Regions from separate parts of the Mus musculus genome. Here region 1 is linked to region 2. A link is a contact called in public HiChIP or PLAC-seq data. All regions are on one chromosome and are shown on one strand. Each heading gives the region's core, a stretch centred on a gene start, on an enhancer-like site or on the middle of the called end of the contact. The rest is flanking DNA. Distances are from core to core; before and after follow the strand shown.

Evidence for each region. HiChIP or PLAC-seq counts read pairs in DNA pulled down with a chosen protein or histone mark.
Region 1: an H3K27ac HiChIP or PLAC-seq map of embryonic stem cells shows a contact between it and region 2, with 7 times the contacts expected there. The contact joins two enhancer-like sites. A contact is called at or near these places in 3 of 39 promoter capture datasets (liver, maxillary cranial neural crest and trophoblast stem cells), 2 of 484 Hi-C or Micro-C datasets (both in bone marrow-derived macrophages) and 3 of 115 datasets of contacts at active chromatin or transcription factors (cardiomyocytes and embryonic stem cells).

The regions. Positions count from the first base shown.
Region 1 is chr11:64,995,156-65,002,653 of GRCm38.p6, forward strand. Elac2 (elaC ribonuclease Z 2) reads left to right here. Exons shown (of 24, transcript NM_001362983.1): 16 at 151-247; 17 at 2,713-2,851; 18 at 3,186-3,224; 19 at 3,353-3,462; 20 at 3,982-4,081; 21 at 4,163-4,283; 22 at 4,531-4,609; 23 at 5,141-5,285; 24 at 5,840-6,919. The coding sequence ends at 6,073. It overlaps Arhgap44 (Rho GTPase activating protein 44), which reads right to left. Exons shown (of 20, transcript NM_001099288.1): 20 at 6,884-7,498. Among named protein-coding and RNA genes, the nearest start is that of Elac2, 20 kb to the left of the region's middle. Within about 2 kb of position 2,161, at least 8 of the 459 cell types and tissues checked have an H3K27ac peak or open chromatin away from gene starts, as enhancers often do. A contact at or near this core is called in embryonic stem cells, where this site is marked.
Region 2 is chr11:63,894,213-63,901,159 of GRCm38.p6, forward strand. The region is part of intron 1 of Hs3st3b1 (heparan sulfate (glucosamine) 3-O-sulfotransferase 3B1); the gene reads right to left. Among named protein-coding and RNA genes, the nearest start is that of Hs3st3b1, 25 kb to the right of the region's middle. Within about 2 kb of position 4,584, at least 62 of the 459 cell types and tissues checked have an H3K27ac peak or open chromatin away from gene starts, as enhancers often do. A contact at or near this core is called in embryonic stem cells, where this site is marked.

The sequences.
Region 1 (7,498 bases), core at 911-3,410, 1.1 Mb after region 2:
TTTCCAGACGCTTTTCTTCAACAGCCTGCGGGCCTCATACTGAACGTGGAACGCCTGCACCCAGCGCCCTCTGGGAAGGTGGATTGTACCGGATTGCTTGTCTACCTCTTGACAGAATGCTAGCTTGTAAATTCACTTGTATTTCAACAGAGAAAAGAAGCCAGTATCCTGAAATTGTCTTCCTGGGTACGGGGTCTGCCATCCCAATGAAGATCCGAAATGTCAGTTCCACACTCGTCAACCTAAGGTACCATGTGTCTTAGTTAGGGTTTTATTGCTGTGAAGACACCATGACCAAGGCAACTTTTTATAAAGGACAACACTTAATTGGGGCTGGCTTACAAATTCAGAGGTTCAGTCCATTATCTAGATGAAAGCATGGCAGAATGCAAGCAGACATGGGGCTGGATGAGCTGAGAGTTCCACCTCTTGTTCTGAAGGCAGCTAGGAGAAGACTGGCTTCCAAGGAGCTAGGATGATGATGGTCTTAAAGTCCATGCCACAATAACACACTTACTCCAACGAGGCCACACCTACTCCAGCAAGTCCACACCTCCTTTTTTTTTTTTTTTCCATTTTTTATTAGGTATTTAGCTCATTTACATTTCCAATGCTATACCAAAAGTCCCCCATAGCCACCCACCCCCACTCCCCTACCCACCCACTCCCCTTTTTTGGCCCTGGCGTTCCCCTGTACTGGGGCATATAAAGTTTGCGTGTCCAATGGGCCTCTCTTTCCAGTGATGGCCGCCTAGGCCATCTTTTGATACATATGCAGCTAGAGTCAAGAGCTCCGGGGTACTGGTTAGTTCATAATGTTGTTCCACCTATAGGGTTGCAGATCCCTTTAGCTTCTTGGGTACTTTCTCTAGCTCCTTCATTGGGGGCCATGTGATCCATCCAATAGCCGACTGTGAGCATCCACTTCTATGTTTGCTAGGCCCAGGCATACTCTGACAAGAGACAGCTATATCAGGGTCCTTTCAGCATAATCTTGCTAGTGTATGCAATGGTGTCAGCATTTGGAAGCTGATTATGGGATGGATCCCCGGATATGGGAGTCTCTACATGGTCCATCTTTTTATCTCAGCTCCAAACTTTGTCTCTGTACCTCCTTCCAAGGGTATTTTGTTCCCACTTCTAAGGAGGGGCATAGTGTTCACACTTCAGTCTTCATTTTTCTTGAGTTTCATGTGTTTAGGAAATTGTATCTTATATCTTGGATATCCTAGGTTTTGGGCTAATATCCACTTATCAGTGAGTACATATTGTGTGAGTTCCTTTGTGAATGTGTTACCTCACTCAGGATGATGCCCTCCAGGTCCATCCATTTGGCTAGGAATTAAGTCCACACCTCCTAATAGTGCCACTCCCTTGGCCAAGCATATTCAAACCATCACACCATGCTTGCCTCAGAAGCTGCTGTCCATCAGAGCTTGCCGCTGAACAGTCCTCTCCACTCACCAGGCTGATTGTCCTGGAGCAGAAGTAGTAGTTTTCTGTGCTTTATTTCATTTAGAATATATTATTGAGATAGGGTCTTGCTATATAGTGCTGGCTGGCCTGGAACGTCTGCCTCCCAAGTGTTGGGCTTACTGAATCTACTTGCTTAATTCTGGGAAACATGCAGTCCCATCCCTCATGACTGGTGTGCTTATGCTGTCCATATTGCTGAGGGGTGTCCCAATGAACTTGTACTTTAAGCCTGTGAAGGACGGGTGACTACAGCCTTGTTTGACTGGTAAGCACATGCTGGAAGAGGTTGCTTCGGTTCTGCAGCCTAAGCTTCGGGTCTAGGCCCTGAGCTGGTATCTTAACTGATACCTGTGTTCCCCTGAGCTGTACGGCCCATGTGCACCCGAGGTCAGACTGTCTGCACTGCAGTCCAGGCTCATCTGAGCTCAAATGCTTTCAAATCTAAGCATGGCGGCTTTATGAGTGAGAAATATACAAAGGTGGGTTATCATTGGCTGGCCTGTATTTAGGACTTATGGTTTCTGATCCCTAAACAACCTGGCACCTTTGTCGAGATGAACAAAATCTGTTTTTTTTCTCATGTAGGCTTTTTCCTAGAAGTCACTCACTGTCTTTAGATGGGTGTGGCCCTTCCGATCTTTGTGGCTTCCTTTAGAGAGGAAGGAAGCCAGGGGGACACCTTTGTCTGTCTGCCTGGAAGTAGAGCCTCTGCATTGGAATGCTGAACTTGGACTTGAGACCTGCCCAGCAGACAGTATGAGAGTCACACTAGCCACCTCCTCAGAGAATGTTCATGAAGCCAATTCTGCCTCAAGACAGTTTGAGGACCAGGCTCACTTGGGAACTGAGCCATCTCCTGTGACCTATTGCTGTCTCTGGCACTCTCAGCTTAGTGTAACACATTTAGGGGAGGCAGAGGCGTGCTGCGGGGGCAGACTCCTAGCCTTATAGTCTGCTTGTCTTTTTTCTGTTTTTGATACCCAGCATTGTGTTGATGCATATCCTTAAAGGCTTCAGGGTTCTTTGGATCTTTCTCTTATAAAGAGAAGATAGACTGGTCTCAAATGACCCATGTGGTTTAAATAGTTGACTTTCATATGCGCCCCCCAAAGGACAGGCAGGTGTAGCTATGGAAGATGGGGGTGGTACCCACAGCTGCTGCCTGTTCTATGTCTTCTGCATCAATGCCATTCTGGAATATCTAGAGTAAAGCCAGTTGGTGCCTGTCTTCTACAGCCCTGACAAGTCAGTGCTCCTGGATTGTGGAGAAGGCACTTTTGGGCAGTTGTGCCGTCATTACGGACAGCAAATAGACCGAGTCTTATGCAGCCTCACGGCTGTGTTTGTGTCCCACCTGCACGCCGACCACCACACGGTGAGTGAGCATGTGGGGGTGCCTTCCCCTTGGGCTTCTTTCCCTCTAGTACCAAACTTTTGAGTTGACTCAGCGTTTCTTGCTGAATAAAACTTGTTTCACACACAGCCTGTCCAGCAGGACCATCCAGATCTGGATTTTTTAGGCTTCCTAGGTCTTACCCCATTGCCCGCCTTCTAACACAGCCTGAAATGTTTCAGTCACTAGTCAGCATGTGCCACCCACCTGTGACACAGGATCAGTGAGATAGGAACCACTTACAGGGAGGGACTTGAGCCCTAAGCTGTGGGGATGACGACTGAGACTGGCTTATCACCTGTGCTCCCCTCCCCAGGGCTTGCTGAATATCTTGCTGCAGAGAGAGCATGCGTTGGTAAGTGAGGCACCTGACTGACATTGTTAATTGCCTGCTTCATTATTGGCTGTACCTACCACTAATTATTTCTTACCATTTTTACTGGAAAGTCCCCTTATTCAACTGTACAGAGATCTTTTTTTCAGGCATCTCTGGGGAAACCCTTCCAGCCCTTGCTTGTGGTGGCTCCTACCCAGCTCAGGGCCTGGCTGCAGCAGTATCACAACCACTGCCAGGAGATTCTGCACCACGTCAGGTGAGCATCATGTGTACTGGGCGGGTGCCAGGCTGTTGCCTTCTACTACTGCCTCCTTCCTGACCCCAGCTGACTGGGTGGCAGCCGAAGTCCTGGCAGCTCTGCCCTTGGAGCATAAGTATCCCAGTTCTCACTGCTGCTGTGCACTGCCATGACTGTGGCCACTGTCTCTGCAGCTGACAGATCCAGGGTCAAGTGCACCAGCAGCTGCTAGCACAGACATCCAAGCCAGGTGGCACAGGATAGGGATGGCCCAGCCTCACTTTCAGGGAAGGATGAGAAGGAGTCCTGACAGATGCTGCCTGTCACCTGCAGCGTTTACGTTTCTGGCAGTGAGCTGGGTAGGCTGGATGTGTGGCCTAGCTCTTCTCATTGATCAGTTTTCCTGTCTACATTACTAGACTACAGTCACAATTCTCAGAACCACTTAAGGTTTTTCATCCAAAGAACAGAAGTGTTGGTTGCAGGTGTTAAATACACGTTTATTATCAATTTTCAAATGCTTTTGTCTTCTCTCAGTATGATTCCTGCCAAATGCCTTCAGAAAGGGGCAGAGGTCTCCAATACTACATTGGAAAGGCTGATAAGCTTGCTGTTGGAAACATGTGACTTAGAAGAAGTAAGTGGTCCAGGTACAGAACCCACAGAGGGTGGGCAGGGTGGGGAGTAGAGGCCTGAGCCCTCCACTCTGCTCCCTCAGTTTCAGACCTGCCTGGTACGGCACTGCAAGCATGCTTTTGGCTGTGCACTGGTACATTCATCTGGCTGGAAAGTCGTCTACTCGGGGGATACCATGCCCTGTGAGGCTCTGGTCCAGATGGGTAAGTGAGGGAAGTGGGCCTTGAGATGCATAGGACAAGTGGCATGTGTAGGGTGTGTGCAGATGGGTGTGTAGGTGATGCTATCACATAGCAGACTGGTTCTTACCCAGTCGGTCTCCTGGTTGTTGTCCTGAGGACACATCACAGGACCGAGAGAGCTGAGTATTTGGGTCAGAACATGGCTGTGGATCCCAGGCATATATGCTGCTCGTTCAGCCTTTTCCTTGATGTCCATGTTCCTGTCCAGGGAAAGATGCCACCCTCCTGATACATGAAGCCACTCTGGAGGATGGCTTGGAAGAGGAAGCAGTAGAGAAGACACACAGGTACAAACGCTGCTTTGTTTTGTCCTTCCACCCTCTCTTTTCTTGTCAAGGGAAAGCTGAGCAGCCCTCCCTCCCGGCTGCAGAGAGCTGGTGCCCACATCCATGGAGGACGGGCTGGCTTTCTTCCAGGCTTGTGCCATTTTCCAAACCCACATTAACTTTCCTAGGCACAAGGCCTCTGTGTTTGCAAATCCCCAGCTAGGGTTCTCTTATGAGGCATGGGGTTTTTAAAAGAACAAACCGACTGGAATAATTGCCACTAGGGAAAGGTGGGGTCATGAATGAATACAGGCTGTTTTAAGAAGAGCGACCTTCCCAGGGGTTGTCTCAGGTACATCCTGACAAGCTGACAGGCAGCACTCACTGCAAGGCCTTCCTTGGCAAGTGTGAGCAGGCTCTGACCCTCAGCATCTCTGTGGCTCAGTAGCCTTCTGAGGAGTCCTACCAGCCTGCCTTGGTGTTGTCAGCATGGGAAGGACAGGCTTGTGAACTACTGCCCCAAGGCTCCTTCTTGCTTCTTCTTTGCTACAGCACCACCTCCCAGGCTATTAATGTGGGGATGCGGATGAATGCGGAGTTCATCATGCTGAACCACTTCAGTCAGCGGTACGCCAAGATCCCCCTTTTCAGCCCTGACTTCAACGAGAAAGTTGGCATCGCCTTTGACCACATGAAGGTCTGTATGTCACAGTGGACTGTGGGGGCTCTGAGGGGCAGGGCCAGATAAGAAAGTGACCCTCTCATGATGCTTCTTTTATGGTATAAGACCACCGAAGGAAGAAACTAGCCATGTGTAACCAAAAGCAGACTGATAAAGTCTGCTCCTGGAGGGCTTTCCTTCTCTTGGGGTCCCTGGAGATTCCAGAATGTCTCACACCTGGGCCATTCCCATTGCAGCAATAGCACAAACCCGGGGGGCAGGGGCTCGTCCCCTAGAGTAGCAGAGGTGGCCCTGCCCCTTTTACCTTCCCAAATGGAGGAGTGGGGCTTGAGCCAGTTCTGGTTGTTAGGAACTGGACAGAAACGTCTGGACTTTTTGTTTCTTTTCCCTTAGTCTAGATGTGGGGAATTGGCCCTTCCTCATTACTGTGTATATTCCCCTTCTAAACAGCATTTTTTAAAGCTAAGGTCCATTGGTCTGAGGGAATACAAGCAAGGAGGAGTGCTCCCACCCATACCCCAGCTCACACACTCTTTCAGTGTTTCTTTCTGTCCTGTCTGTCCTTCCAGGTCTGCTTTGGAGACTTCCCGACAGTGCCCAAGCTGATTCCCCCACTGAAGGCCCTGTTTGCAGGTGACATTGAAGAGATGGTGGAACGCAGGGAGAAGAGGGAGCTACGGCTGGTGCGAGCAGCCCTCCTGACCCAGCAGGCAGACAGCCCAGAGGACAGAGAACCCCAACAGAAGCGGGCCCACACAGATGAACCACACAGCCCACAGAGCAAGAAGGTCAGAGCCCAGTGAAGTCTAAGCCATCCTGGACTGTAGGCTGTTCTCTGCCCTGTGTGGAAGCCACATCTGTCACCTTGGTGGGAGCCAGCGCACACAACTAGCCAGGAGGCAGTATGGAGTCAGCCTGCAGTACTCCATGGTCATGGCTGGGAGCTCCCATCTGCCAGGGGCCTCCGACTCCTGGAGGCGAACACAGTCGAAGACAGCAAGCCGGTCTTTAAAGAAGTTATGGAAATTGAGGTGTCTGCCCCTTACTCACTAGCACAGGGGTTTTCTCTGCATGCCAGAGTCAAGCCATGTTACAAGTGACATTGGGTGTATATGTCCCAGGCTCCAAGCATAGTATTTGCAAGGACTCAGACTCAATAAAGCTCAAGTTTGGAATCCTGCTTCAGTGTGGGGTCTTCTGTGGGCTGGGTTACCCAGTGAGGCCGCATCTCCCGTGCCTGTGAGCCTGTTGTGCTCTTGGTCCATGATGAGTGACAATCACTATGAAAGTATGAAGAAATGTCACCTTGGGCTAGATGCCTGTTGGAACCTGAAAGCAGGTTAGTGACTGAAACTTGGAAGGATGTTCAAAGTCGACTCTAACATGTGCGTGTTCTCCCCACCCAGGAGAGCGTGGCAAACACTTTAGGAGCGCGAGTGTGACACGGCGAGGACTTGGCCTGCCTTCCCTGGCGAGGACTTGGCCTGCCTTCCCTGGCGAGGACTTGGCCTGCCTTCCCTGGCCTGGCGGCGCTCTGCTCACTTCCTCATGAGGCAGCACAGGATGTTGTGACTGCCCCGCAGCCTTCACCGAAACAAGACCATGTGCCAAGCTCAGGGTTAATAAATCTATTTTAATAACATTACTCTTGACAACAGTTTGTACATATATGTAAAGATAACCTTCAACCCCCAGGCTCCGTTACAAATTTGGGGACTGGACTGCCCTTGCCAGGAAGTGAGCAAAGCTGTAAGGTCGAGTCTGCAGATCCCACTCTCAGAGACGGGTGAGTTCACACTGCTGGGAAAAATAACTAAGCATTTAGAATTTTCCATTGTACACCTGTACATAGGTTTAGATTGAATGGCTCAAATTAAACAAATATAGATTTCATATATACAAATATATCATGTATAGGTATATCTATTTTCAGAGGAACAAACTTTAAACTGACTGTGCATGCATGGCCCAGATCTGTTTTATTCCCTTAATCCCAAAGTATGAACAGGCTTCCTGCGCCCTTGCCCCAGGGCTGCATGGGACGTGGTGAGAAGGATGAGCAGGGTCTGCTGGTGAGCCACGCAGGCCACGCTGTGGGCTAGGTGCCCAGTACCACCCTCTCCACCTGCTTTGGGAAACAGAATTATTGCTAGTCAGCTGTAACCTCCAGAAGAGGAGAGTCAGGCCCCACACACCTACTAAGCGGGGTGCCTGAATGCGAAAGTGCT
Region 2 (6,947 bases), core at 3,334-5,833:
TGAACTTCCAGGAACACCGTATGCCTAAAAGAGCTAGATCTCAAAGCAGCACTCTGAAGGCCAGCTCGGCTTAGAGGGTCACGGAGGCCTTTGACCTTGTGGGAATATTTACAAGAAAGTCATGTGTATCTCATTGCTGGCCAAGTTTACCTCTGGGTGCACATTAGAACCATGGAGGGTGGTTTAACGAGGACTAAATGTCTGGGCTCCACCCAGACAGACTGAATGAACCAGGCCCTGCCTGGGCACGGCTCCAGCACAGGACTCTTTAATGATTCTCCTGTGCAGACAGGATGGGGCATCCTTGGCCTTGGACTCTATCTTGCACATTGGGTTATTCCCCTCCCCCACTGGCATTTGCATGCACCTAAGCAGAGGTGCTGCGTGGATTTTAGGGCTACTATGAAGGTAAGAGGGAGGCACACACTCAGGACCTACAGACTGAGGCCTGCTTCAGCTCCATAGTGAATTCCAGGCCTATCTGAGTTTATCATATGATCCCGTCTTCAAAAAAAAAAAAAATGTGGGGAGAGGAGGCTGTGGAGATGGACAGTTCAGTAGTCCAGAGTGTGCGATGTCCTGGAGAGGACTGAGTTTGAGTCCCACCGCCTGCACCAGGAGGCAGCTCTCAACTGCCTGTAACTCCAGCTTTAGGGGATCCAATACATTCTTCTAGCCTCTGTGGACACACACACACATAAAGTGAAATAAATCTTTTGTTTCTAAGTGTGCATAGGGCACAATATTGTGAGCAGAAATACAAGTCATTTGGTGAGTCTAAGACTATTTGGGTCCAAGTCCTAGAGGTCAGGAGAACGGAGGGCCGGCCACACTCTCTCAGCTCCCATCGTACCTCACAAGCATGAGGTTGTGCTCCTGGTGGTCAGACAAGGTCTCAGACAAGAACAGACAAATACAGTGTGACTTACTGCAAACAGAAGTGAAGGGTGTTCTGTCTTCAACAGTGCTCTCTCCTCTCTCCCTCTCCCTCCCAGATCTGACTATGAGTAAATTATAATGAGGCAAACTAAAACTGCAGCCAACGAAGTACATCCTTATTCGTGGGACCAAGAGAAACCAACGGGTATGTCTCTTTCCATTGCCCAGAGTCGGCTCACACAGTGCCAAACCGAAGAAAGAGCAAACTCTCCATCGCAGCACTTCGTGCTTTGCTCAGAGCTGGTGGTTTGAACCCTGTATTTTTTTTTAAAGTTCCACAGTATTAAAATGAATGCAGGAATTGGCTACCAGAGCTGGGCATTGTGGCACATGCCTAGAATCCCAGTACTTGGGTAGCAGAGGCAGGAAAACTGTTTCCAGTAGGAGGCCAGTACAGCAGCCCACCAAAGAGAGGGAGAGAGAGAGAGAGAGAGAGAGAGAGAGAGAGAGAGAGAGAGAGAGAGAGAGAGAAGGAGAAGGGAGGAAAGGCTGTTGAGCTGGTTCCACTGTCCCTCTATTGGTGGTGATGCTAGATGTTAGACACTGAGCCCAGGATCTTGCCTATGCTAGTTTAAGTTCTCATCACTGACCTGTACTCTAAATCCTCTTTTTATTTTGATACAGACACAAGTCTCCCAGTCTTGTCTTGAACTCGTGATCCTCCTGCCTCAGCTTCCAAAGTCACTGCATTTACAGGCCTGCATGGGCAGACTTGGGTCTTCCTCTCTATTATCCAGGCAAGAAGAGAAAGGTGATGACCAGCCTGGGGTCAGGGTATCAACTCCTCCGTGCCTTTGTCTGAAGACTGGAGAACTCAGTACAAAGGCGGAGTCTATCACTGCTGCTACGTTTCCTGGGAAAGAGGTTCCCAGTTCACTAGCAATATCCCCAGCCCTAGTAGAACTCCTAAACTCTGTTGGGAGTGGGTGGTTAAAAACTGAAGCCTGGGGGAATGAAAAATGAGGAATGGACCAGAGGAGTTCCACACAGCCTCCGATTTCCCTGGTTCTAAACACTGCCCTGCTTTTCTTTCTTTGTTCTCATCCCACCCCCTTTAGCAACACCCAGAGTCTGACCATCCAGCAACTGAATTTACTATTTGAATGGGATAACAATGCGGCGAAAAGGAAGATTATTAAAATGGGTGTGTAACCCCCTCGCTGTAGCTCAGCACAGCAACTGTCACACAAAACAGCTGATGTGCGGCGTTAATGACATTCAGAGAGAGACAAGGCTGGTGCGGGGAGGTCTGGTCTTCAGTCTGCAGAGAGGAGCTGAGCAATCAGGGGCTATGAAGCCCTCTTCCTCTTCCATAGATGATCACTTCCTACCAAGTCATGGAAATACTCCAAGTTTTCTGAATGCCAAAGGGAACTTTTTCTTCTTTTAAAAGTTTTACACTTTAAACTTACATTCATGCCAGGCATGGTGGTGCACGCCTTTAATCCCAGCTCTTGGGAGGCAGAGGCAGGCGGATTTCTGAGTTCGAGGCCAGCCTGGTCTACAAAGTGAGTTCCAGGACAGCCAGGGCTATACAGAGAAACCCTGTCTCGAAAAAACAAAACAAAACAACAACAAAAAACTTACATTCATGCCCAGGACTAAGCCCAGTGGCAGGTGCACAGTCTAAGCACCACCATTACAATCAGGACAGAACAGCCCTGACGCACCCAAGCTCCCTCTGTTGCCCTTGGCCACCAAGGCTTGGCACCTCCCCTAATACAGGGCCAAAGGCTGACAAGTCCTTGTTTTGATGCCATTCCAGGGAAAATACGGGTAAAATGAGAAAACAGTCACTCAATACTTAGAGATTTCGTTAAATTGGTATCGTTTCTGAAGCATTGAAATAAAGTTGTGATGTGAGTCTCTTCACTTCCAATCGGCATGACCCCTTGGCTATATTCCCAAATTCTCAGGCCTTGGATTCCACATCTGTTAAGTTAGCCTGAGGAAGGAGCTAAATGGTTCTGCCCCTTCGGTTCCACAATACTGACCAAAACCTCAAGGCCCAGGCCAGGAAACTGTGATGACCCACCAGCTGTAGCATTTCCCAGAAGCCTCTGACAATTCAGTCACAGGGCAGAAGAACCAAGGTTTCTAGGAAGACTGTGTTCCACATCCCTTCCAAAGAAAAAAAAAACAGCTCCCTGGAATCTGTACAGTCAGGGGCAGGTCTCAGCAATGAGGAAGCTGCCATCCAATGTGGGAAAGTAAACCAAGTGTCTTTTTTTTTTTTTTTTTTTGAGCATTTGGTAAACTCATAAACACTAGTAGTGGAGTTGAAAATGTACTGCGATCTCGGGAGGGGGGGGATGAGTATGTGGGATGTGTCCCAGGGCAGAAAGCCCTTCCTAGGACACTAACAGTGGGGTATGGGAAATCCTAGCCAGCTTTCCATTGCTGTGACGAATTACCTGAGAGAAACCACTTCCAGGGAAGAAAGGGTCGTTTGGCTCATTATCCCAGAGGTTTTGTATCATGGTCCCTGGGCCCTTATTGCCTTTAGGCCTGTAGCAGGTCAGTGACAAAGGCAGGCACAGCCCCTGTAACTTAACTTCCCTCTACTGGGGTAAGCTACCGAAAGCCCTAGCAGCTGCCAACCAAGCAGGAGTGTTGGGGCAGCAGCAGGCAACTGGAGCTCCAGGCAGACACAGTGCACTAAGGCAGTAGAGTCCTCATCACAGGCTGTGCAGAGCAGTAGCAGGCATGCGCGCTAAAACCCACTGAAAGCCTGCCTGGCAACCCCAACTTCTCTGCTGTGTTTGCACCTGGTGATGCGGTAAGTCACAGTGAGTCAGGAGTGAGGGAACAGCAGTTCCTCCCTTGTCCCGTTCTGTAGGAAGACAGTTCGCAGCCGGGACTGGGAAAAGAAGCGGGGATGGGAGTTAGCCTGTGTGAGCTGGGACTGCAGGCTAGAGAGCGAGAAGTGTAAGCGGAACCAAGATCAACCGAGATAGCTTCTCCTTTATGGCACACTCCTCCTTCTTCCCAGGGGACTCCATTTGGTAGAGGAGGACCATGCTATCAGTTGTCAGTGTGGGCCTTCATCTGGGTCTTCTCACTTCCTCAGAGGCCTGGAGCCCACCAACACTGAGCCCCTTCAAAGGGCCACATCTCCATAAGTAACTGTCTCCCTTTGGGGAGATGTTTGCATATCAAAGCACTCCTTTGGGAGAGTTTAAACTAATTTCAAATGAAACTGTAAATAGTCTAGATTTCAGGTCTGGCGGAAGTGATGTCACGATTCTTAAAGAGTTCATGGGTCCTTTCGGTCCTTTCTCTTTTCATTCTTTCTTTCTTTCTTTTTCTTTTTTAAGGTAATGGGTTGGAAAGAAGAGACATGACAAAGGCTGCCTCCCCCGTCCTGGCCCCAACCGCTGCCCAAGGATTTGGCCTCCATTGTCCTGGAGTTTCAATGCTGCTCTGAAAATAAAAGCTTTTCAATGCTGGGAGGTGGGGAGCGAATGAGCATCTCACTGCCCAGGCAGCTGGAGCCCCCTCTCCTCCAGGCCTTTGCCTGGGTCTTAGGCCCGGCTCACAAAGGGGGTGGTTCCTGTTCCGGGAAGGGGCTGGGCCTTGGGGGGTGGGGGGAGTGAAAAGCTAATGGGCTTTTGTGTTCCAGCTCCAAGCTCCCTGCTTCTGTTTACTGCGCCTCACCGAGGCCTGAGAAGGACAAATCTTGCGAAATTTGAGGGATCTGTGCCCCCGGTTCCTGGAAAAGAAAAGAAACCTTAAAATCATTAGAAAGGCAGAAGTTTTTCTGGCAGGCAGACTTTGTAGAAAGCAGAAGCAAAAGCAAAAAAGGAGGCCCAGACAGTGGGGAGGGCAGCTGGAGTTCCAGAAAGAACTGAATGGTCCAGAATCCTACTTGTAGAGTCCCACCACAAGATGATTGGTCCCAAGAGTCAGGAGTGCAGATCCAGCCCTGTGCCTTCACCTTCATACTGGATCCAGGCTTAGGCAGTTTACTCTGTGTGTGTGTGTGTGTGTGTGTGTGTGTGTGTGTGTGTGTGTATACAGACTCACTCAAGAGCCAATGGAAAATGACGAGTAAGACCCCACCCCATCTGTCTCCAAAAATTCAGGGAGGGTCAAAAAGCCATTCTCTACACAGTGGCCCACTAGCCTAAGAAAGCCTGGACTTCTGTTCCCATCCTGCCTTGCATCAGACTGGGACCTTGAACCAACCATACCAAGCCTTGGACTCAGTTTTTCCAATGAATACAAATAAATGCATTTGAACCAGTGAAACCACTCAGAAGGTGAAAGCATTTGCTCCCAAACTCCATGACCTGAGTTTGGTTCCCAGAGCGGAAGGTAGAAGGAGAGAACTGAGTCCCAGAAGTTGTCCTCACAACAACACAAGCAGGAACATGCGGGCACCTACACATAAGCAACAACAACAACAACAACAATACACTAACTTTTTAATAGAGTTAACAGATCAGCTTACAGGTTGTGTAAAGCAACCCTTACAATTACCTTCCCCTGTAGCCAGCATTAAGTTGGACAGAGCCACTGGAAGATAAGTAGGAACCATCCGCACTTGATGGTGAACACTTACAAGATGCTCCTCAGGGGCAGAGCACAGACCTCAGGATACGTAATCAGGGCGAGTCCAGTGTCAAATATGCCTTAACCTAGGCACCTGACTGTAAGCTGTTTGGTTGAAGTACAAAGAGAAGTGGTCCAGATCTTGCGGGATATTTTTTTTTTCACTTCTGTGAAACAGAAATGTTTGTCCTTCCATTTACTTAACTTACTTCCTTCCTTTCTCCTTTCCCTCCTCCTCCTCCTCCTCCTCCTCCTCCTCCTCCTCCTCCTCCTCCTCCTCCAACATAGTTTGAAAGTGAATGAGCTTTGAAAAGCAACAGAAGTCTTTCAAGGATGGGAGAGGTTGGTCTGTCTGCTCTCATTCCTTCTGCTGATTCCTAGCTCCGGGGTGAGGGAGCAGACACTGCACAGGTTCAGTTCTCAAGTTCAATGTCTTGTTTAAGAGTCCTGATTCCCTGCATCCCCTCTCACTGCATACACTCTCTTCTGCGGCCCACCAAGGGCACAAAGATAACTGAGACAGGACCCAGGATGAGGCAGCAGACAAGAGCATGGAGACAGGTCCTCCAGAGGCTGGTGAAAAATCATGATCCAAGCCATCAGTGCACTGCCTTCCCCCCACACCCACCCCCCAGCCCTTGCCGCTCCCCGCCCCCCCCCCCGGAATTAAATAGGAGAGAATGGATAATCCAGCACCCTGCCCCGCCCTCCTCTGCTCAGCGAGTAACCCTCCCTCACCTGCCCCTTTCTGTTTATCCACTGACACTCTCCAAGGAAGGCAGGTTCAAGGATAAGGAGGATGCAGTCCAATCCTCTTGTCACAGATTTTAAAGGACCCAAAAATATTTTTAAAAATTAAAGAAGTACTTCTAACACAGCAACTCAGGAGCTGTGAACTTGGAAGCACTGCTGACAAGGACCAAGGACCAGCTGCTGTCCCTCATTTTGCCCATCTTCTCTCAGTGTGTTTCCTGGATGGCTTAAAGCTGATGGAGGAGGGGGTGGTAACCCTTAGCTTAACAGCAGTTGGAAACCCCAGCACAGCTCCCCCTGGGTGGGTGTGGGGACCACTTTTGTTATTGATTAGAAGCTTCCAGGGTCAGCCTTCAGCAGGAGAAAAGGGCTCCCCATACTGTCTAGGCTCACTTTTTCATAGTTATAGTCAGCCACGAATAAGCAACAGATCTCTACAGACTCCATTTGGCCTGGTATATTTCATTGGTGGCCGAAGCAATCGGTAAATATCGCACAGGATCTGACTATGTTCCGTCGCGGTTACTGTAGCCTATGGAAACTTTTCAGGTGGTGTTGCCTGACTGGTGAATCCTCAGATAAAAATCTCCAGCATCCTTTGTGTTCTAAGAAAGCCTCCTCACCCTTCCCACTCCAAGGGAACAAAAGTAGACACAACAAGGAAATCAAGTATGGTTACACAGTTACCAAGGGGACTAAGA